2 separate regions of the Mus musculus genome follow, and region 1 is linked to region 2. Evidence: chromatin contacts called from public Hi-C data. All regions are on one chromosome and are shown on one strand. Each heading gives the region's core, a stretch centred on a gene start, on an enhancer-like site or on the middle of the called end of the contact. The rest is flanking DNA. Distances are from core to core; before and after follow the strand shown.

Region 1 (3,373 bases), core at 539-3,038, 190 kb after region 2:
GTAAAGACTCAAAGTCTGATTGTGCCATTCCCCTAGCCAGCAGATGGCTCCATGGGGATTTATGTATTGCTGATCCCCTCTGATCCCCTCATCCCCTAGTGTTCTTTTGGGGGAAACCCCACCTTCATCCCGTTCCCTGAAGGTGATTCAGCTGTGAAGCCTTATCTACACAGATGTGGCGAACATCACAAAGTACAGCCATCGTGATTGTGACTACATGATGGGACACTGTGTTCTTTCTCCATGAGCCAGGCCTCACAGGAGCCCAGGTCTCTTCAGTGTTGTAACAGGTGCTCCCTAAAGCTCAATCCACTGCAATCTGCTTTCATGCAACAGCAGCAGCAGCAACAACAACAACAAACACAATAGCTTATTGAGGAAGATCCACCCACCAATTACCAATATCCTCTAAATAATGGTATATGTTGAAAGACCCACAATGTGAGGGCTCCCCCACATTCTGACTCAGGAGAGGCGACACCCCAAAATCACCCACAAGAAACGGGTCTTGCTGCAAATTGCAAGAGGATTTTTATTCAAGAGCGCTCTCGGGCCCATGGTCATACACCACGCAGGGGTAGAGGACCGTGGCGCCCCGAGTAGCTGGGTAAGGGGGTATTTAAAGGAAGAAACCAGAAACTCAAGGAAGTGGGGAGGGCGTTGTTGGAAGATACCAAAGATACCAGTTAAGAGTCACAAGGAAGTGTAAAGTTACAAGAGTCACAAGGAATACCTGGTAATTGTTAACTCTCAAGACAGCTTCTAAGAGCCTCTAACAATAGCACATTTGCATTGCAGGTTCTGGTAATGGCCAGGGTGACTTTCTTTGAATGAGCACTCTTTGAACCCAGGAAGCGGGTGGGTGGAGGAATGTCGCTATCTCTTTTATGATTAGCATACCTTTACAAAGGCCACATTCCCAAGCCTGGGCCTAAAGGCCTAGAATTCTGTTTTTACGTTGTTATACTTTCAATGTCACCTGTTTCAATGCCATCCACCATACGTGGCTGCAGGGAAAACCAAGGGACACTGAATCCATATCATTGGATGCTCTGAGGAAGAGTGTGCTCTGAATAAGCAGTTTCTGCTGCCCGACTCCTGGAATTTTGTTTATGGCAAAGCAGCTCAGTGCTAGGGCTTTAGCAGTTAAGGAAGAATGATGGAGTGGGCCTGAGGCCTCGTGAAGGTTGTGGAGACACAGGCATAGTGACTTCCCTCTACCTTACAGATCCCTCCCGCAACTGATACTGGCGAGACTGTGGAAACTGCAGTGCCAACTGAGGGTGCCCCGGTGGAGGAAGCAGAGGCAGAGAAGGCAGCCCTCCCTGCTGGAGAAGGAGGAAGTCCAGAGGGAGCCAAAATTGACGGGGAAAGCACGGAGCTTGCAATCAGTGAGAGCCCTCAACCAGTGGAGCCCGAAGCGGGTGCTCCTCAGGTAAGGGTTCCTTGAGGAACTTAGAAGAGCACTGTTTAGAGGGGTCTTTCCTACTTGGCTGGGCAGTAGCTGCCTGTGTGTGGAATGGACTTCCTACACCTGTGGCCGAAACACGGAAGGAGAAAGAAGCTTCAGTCATGATAGAGGGAATAAAGCATAGATGAGTGTAGCCATCCATGGCTGTGGATGAACTGTGTTACCTGGAAGGGGGGCTGGAAATGAAAACGGACAGGGTAAGCCAAGACAAAGTTCTGATCAAGGCTCAAAGTTTAAGATTCCGCACTGTGTTTATATAGGGAAAGCCCACAGACCTCCCCTCCCATCCTTTGTTTCAGCTGGATTGAGTTGCAAAACCCGCTCAGCAGGTGGTCTACTCCTCACACCCCCTGTAGGAAATCGCAAATGCAGTGAGGCCAGATGACTGCAGCTTGGTTGTAAAACATGTGTGGGTTTGTTTAGCCTACTCAAGGCTGGGGGAAGGGCACAGATGAGGAGTGTCTTTGGGTTTCTATTGCTGTGAACAATCACCATGACCACAGCTACTCTTATAAAGGAAAGCATTTAATTGGGGCTGGCTTATAGTTCCGAGGTTTAGTCCATTACAGCTGTCGTGGGAAGTGTGGTGCCATGCGGACATTGGTGCAAGGTGCTGGGGAAGGAGCTGAGAGTTCTACTTCTGGGTCCACAGGCAGCAGAGACAGTGTGCTGCTATGCCTGGTTTGAGCTTCTGAAACCTCTAAGTCCACCTCCCACCATAGTGACACATTTCCTCCAAACATCACATGATGCCACTCTTTATGAGTCCATGGGGGCCATTTTTATTCAGACCACCACAATGAGAAAACCCATAATGGAGAAGGGAAGGAGGAGTGTGATAAAAATGATAGAGCTATTTGAGTGATTGCCCTCCCTACAAAGCCTTTGCTGGGAACTCAGTATAAGTAGTGTCTCTGAATTACTATTATCACTACTTCATGTTTATCATTATTAGAGCATCTCAGATTCCCTAGAGGGCCTCTCTTATAGAAGCTTATCCCAGTTTTCAAGGAAACAGATGAGCACACACAGGAAGTTAGAGGTGGTTCTGTCTCCTCCTGTTGCCCTGCAGCAATCAAAGTCAGTATGTGCCAGGCCACATGGGCGGTCATGAACAACCATGGCAAACCCTCGTAGGACCCTCCCATTTTCCAGGAGTGTGTCTGCTCAAGGATCAAGATAGAATTCCCACTAATTGTTTAGTACTCAAGAGAGACAGTGAAAAAGTCAGGACAAACACAAGGTGTAGGTCTACAGTCTGCAAACTTAGTGGGCTTGGAACTGTGGGTTAGTGGGACAGAGAAAGTGGGTGGCTGGGAGAAGACACTGACCTAGGAGCAAGTACACCTATCATTTTCCAGGCCATGACGCTGTCCATTTCTCTACCCACCAGGTCATCCCTTCTGTTGTCATTGAGCCAGCCTCCAACCATGAAGGAGAAGGAGAACACCAAGAAACTGCTACGGGTACTGAACCGAGGGAGGCCGCTGAGGATGTGGCTGCCCAGGGCTCAGCGGGTGAGAAGCAGGAAGTGGCTACAGAGCCCACGCCTCTGGATTCTCAGGCAACTCTGCCTGCATCTGCAGGTGCTGTGGATGCCTCGCTGTCTGCAGGGGATGCCACTCAGGAACTGCCTCCTGGCTTTCTCTACAAGGTCTTTGTATTGTCACTTCAGGGTCATTGTCATTTGAGTTCTCTTTGCACCTTGTTCTGGTTTTCCAGTGTGTGGGTTCTGTTGTTGTTGTCTTCGTCGTCGTTTTGTGTATTTTTTTTTTTCAAATTTGCTTTCCCTTTACCCTGATTTTTTCCTGGGAAAATGACCCGAAGCCCGTGTTTTAGGCAAGCAAGATCTATGATAGTACTTTTCCATGCCTCCTTCAGAGCTGTGTCTGATTAGCCTGA
Region 2 (3,372 bases), core at 810-3,309:
GGGGGTGGGGGGCAAGCCCTCTTGCTTTGCCCAATGCCTCCCAATTTTAGCATCAAGAGTCTTGTGTCCTGGGACTCAATTAATTACTAGGCAAATTGGGCATAAAATCCTAAGGAAAAGTCATGGAAATAGATTAGGTATTCAAGGTGCTTACTGTTTATGAAACAATTGAGTTTATTTATCATTCTGTATTCTGGACTGGGATCCACTGGTCAGCTCTTCTGCAGGGCTTGGTAGTGTGTGTGTGTGTGTGTGTGTATTCAGCCAGAAAGGTGGTTGAATAATTGGGACATTCGTATTTCCCTCTCCAATGCACTCAAAACATTTCCCTTTGCACGTGACCTCTCCATAGCCATTGCTAGTTTGTTTTTATTTAATTTTAATATCAGGGCAGTTGAGTTTCCTCCTTGGCTCTAGAGGGTTGTACAGAGTATGAAGTCTGCCTAGCTTGCCAAAGCTGAGCCCTCCAGCTGGCACACTGGGCTTACATCACATCTTATGCAGTCAAGTAGCAACAGCATCATTCCATACCCAAGTCACTGGAACAATAGCTCACAGAAGAGTGATACTAGGGACTGGTTTGGGCGAAGGGAACACCCAAGTAACTTTAGAAGGGGAGCAGGATATTCCCCTGTTTTGGTGCCTGCTCAACCTCTGACTTGTGATTGTCAGATGCCACCTCTCTTCCTCTACTCATGGAACCCTGAATGAACCTGAGAATGAAGACTCTGCCCATTGTCAAAGGCTTCTGGAGCTCCTTTGCCGCCTTGTCTTTGCCAGGTGCACAGAGGACCACATCTTTCTGTTAAGACTGTCAAAAGGGGCCACCTTTAATCCCACAGATCTGCAGAGGAAGGCAGATCTGTATGAGTTTGAGACCAGCCTGGTTTACATAGCAAGTTTCAGGACAGCCATTGTAATGAGCATAGGGAAAAAAAAATCTTCTAGGCATGGAAAAATAGCTTAGTCAAGAACTCCACTATACCCAAGGCTGTACCTGATAACCAGAACCCAGTGACATCACTCACTCAAGAGAACCTGGCACAGGCCTAGATGGTGCCCAGTGGATGGAATATAAGCAGAAACCAAGAGCAAGGCTCTGCTTTGCACATCAAGACAGACCTTGATCTGTCATGTGGCTGGAGAGTCGGCCCCCGGTTGAACCAGAGACTACTGTTAGAGAGTGGACCTGTCCTTTAGCTAAGGTTGGTGGCACAGATGAGCAACCATGGAGAGATAGGCTTAAGACCATAGTTAGCAGTTTAGAGTGTGAGCTTTGTATGTTGACTCTCAACACAATAAAACTGTGACTTGTTATACTCACTTCAGGTCTTGTCTCTACCTTTCTTGCTTGCGACAGTTGGCTTAGTCAGCAAGATCACATAGAGTTTTGTCTCAAAGAACGACAAAGGGACTGCTGGTCTCATTTCTTGGGAAAACTGTTGTGCCACAGTGTCTGAGAGCTGGCAAAGTGCAGCACTTGTGTGTAGAAGCTGACCCTTCTGAACATGGCCTTTCCCACTGGCAAGCCTCACAGTGATCTCTTTACTCTTTCTCTCTGGCAAGTTGCCCTGCAGGGACTTTCCAGCCTCATCCTCTCCTAACTTCCCCATCCCCCACAGGTTTGAGCCTCTGGAGGGTGGATGGACTCGTTCCTTCTCCACTCAAGGTGTTTTGACGGGGCAGTCATTTGGTGATTTAGAGCCTTACAGACTCCTCCCCACCTCCTCCTGTTCTTTAACTGGGGAGACAGAATCAGAGTCTTCCGACCTTCCTCCCTGAAAACGTCCTGTTAGCCCTGCCCTCTCTCACCCCTAGCTGCCTCAAGGCCCTGGGATTGAGGAACGTCTTCCATCTTTATCACTTCTTGACCACCTCCTCCATCACGGTGGACACTTGGCCTTTGACTTCTCTTTCCATGCATCTCACTAGTGGCGTTGTCACCCCTAGTGGCCGCACATCCGCTCTATCTCTTTAAACCGGTCCTGTCGCCGCGCCCCTCCCTCATCCGTTGCCTCCTCTGCTCCTCACGCTTCAGCTGCTCCTCCCCCCGCTCCTCCTCCTTCTCTTCCTGGGCTCCTCGGTGCCGCCGCCGGCTCGCTGCGCGCTCTGCTCTTCCAGCTCTGCGGACCGCAGCAGCCATGGCCGACATCAAGACGGGCATCTTCGCCAAAAACGTGCAAAAGCGCCTCAACCGCGCGCAGGAAAAGGTCAGCAGAGGGCAGCGGGATGCGGGGCAGGTGACTCGAGGAGGTGCGGGAGCCGATGGCAGTGCTGGCCTTGCGCTGCAGGGCCGCGGGTTCAGGTGCGGCGCGCTGCGGAGCCCGAGCAAGCGCCGGGTGGAGGACTCCCCTGTCTCTGCTCTCAACGATTGCAGCCAGGCAGGATCCATTCAGGCAGCGTGGGCTCGGCCCCGCAGTGGGTTCGCCGGGAACCCGCAGACCCCTGACCCTCCAGGCACTGAGTGCTATAGACTCCCAGAGCCCGCCCAGGGTGGCCACTCTCCTGGGCACGCCTCCCGGGACCAGGGGTGGCAGGTGCAGTTGCTCTCTGGCTGCACCCGGAGCGGTCCACGTCCCTGGGCGCCTCCATCTCTCCGCGCCCGCACCTCCTGAGCTCAAGCTCTCCCGCAAGCAGCTCAGGCGTCCACGACCGCAGATCCGGGAGGGAGATTGTCGCATCTCTTCTTGGGTGGGGGTGTTGTGGCTATTTGAGTGAAGTCGGTCGAAACGAACGACTTAAGCAAAGAAGACACCCCAGATGTGCATGGACCAATGGGATGTATAATAAACAACCAACACCTTAGCACAGTGGTGAACTGGAGCTCCAGAGAATGCTCATTTCTCCCTAAGTATCCGTGTTGGTTTTTGAAGCCAATGCCCTCTGGAAGGTCAAAAACAAACAACCTCGACCTCAGAGTTCTCTGCACATCTCTGCACAAAATGCTTATTTCTCTGCTTGAGAAGCAGCAAAACCTACTCCTATCAGAGGCGCTGAGGTCGCAGTGTTTGTAAATTAGGTATTGTAATTTATGTCTCTTCCGGAGGAATGTTATCCATAGCTAGCCCAGCTCTGGATAGTCGAGTCTCAGTCTCTCTCTCTCTCTCTCTCTCTCTCTCTCTCTCTCTCTCTCTCTCTCTCTCTCTCTCTCTCTCTCTCTCTGCATTTTACAGGCACTGGGCTTCCTAGTGTCCCTGATTACTATATCTGACCCTCCTATGAAGTCTTCGTTCGTCCCAAGCAAAGGACGTTTGTACTGGAGCTTGAACCTTGTATTTGAAAGTGAACCTGGGCTAGTGGTAAATTGAGCTGTATTTGCTTCGTATGGCATTAATTTCTGTCCCTGGGATGAGGATGTCTGGTGTTTTCTTC

Evidence for each region. Hi-C and Micro-C count contacts between places; a contact is called where the count stands out from the background.
Region 1: a contact with region 2 is called in a Hi-C map of the G1E-ER4 cell line, with 2.3 times the contacts expected there. The contact joins the enhancer-like site here to the promoter of Amph in region 2. A contact is called at or near these places in 3 of 39 promoter capture datasets (embryonic stem cells and hippocampal neurons), 1 of 15 datasets of contacts at CTCF or cohesin (the G1E-ER4 cell line), 8 of 484 Hi-C or Micro-C datasets (the G1E-ER4 cell line, embryonic stem cells, nephron progenitors and 1 more), 10 of 115 datasets of contacts at active chromatin or transcription factors (astrocytes, embryonic forebrain, embryonic stem cells and 4 more) and 2 of 9 other capture datasets (embryonic stem cells and pancreatic islet).

What each region holds. Positions count from the first base shown.
Region 1 is chr13:19,136,308-19,139,680 of GRCm38.p6, forward strand. It overlaps Amph (amphiphysin), which reads left to right. Exons shown (of 21, transcript NM_175007.2): 18 at 1,229-1,435; 19 at 2,865-3,125. Among named protein-coding and RNA genes, the nearest start is that of Gm31887, 56 kb to the right of the region's middle. Within about 2 kb of position 1,789, at least 59 of the 459 cell types and tissues checked have an H3K27ac peak or open chromatin away from gene starts, as enhancers often do. A contact at or near this core is called in the G1E-ER4 cell line and embryonic stem cells, where this site is marked.
Region 2 is chr13:18,946,292-18,949,663 of GRCm38.p6, forward strand. It overlaps Amph (amphiphysin), which reads left to right and starts at 2,060. Exons shown (of 21, transcript NM_175007.2): 1 at 2,060-2,210. The coding sequence starts at 2,142.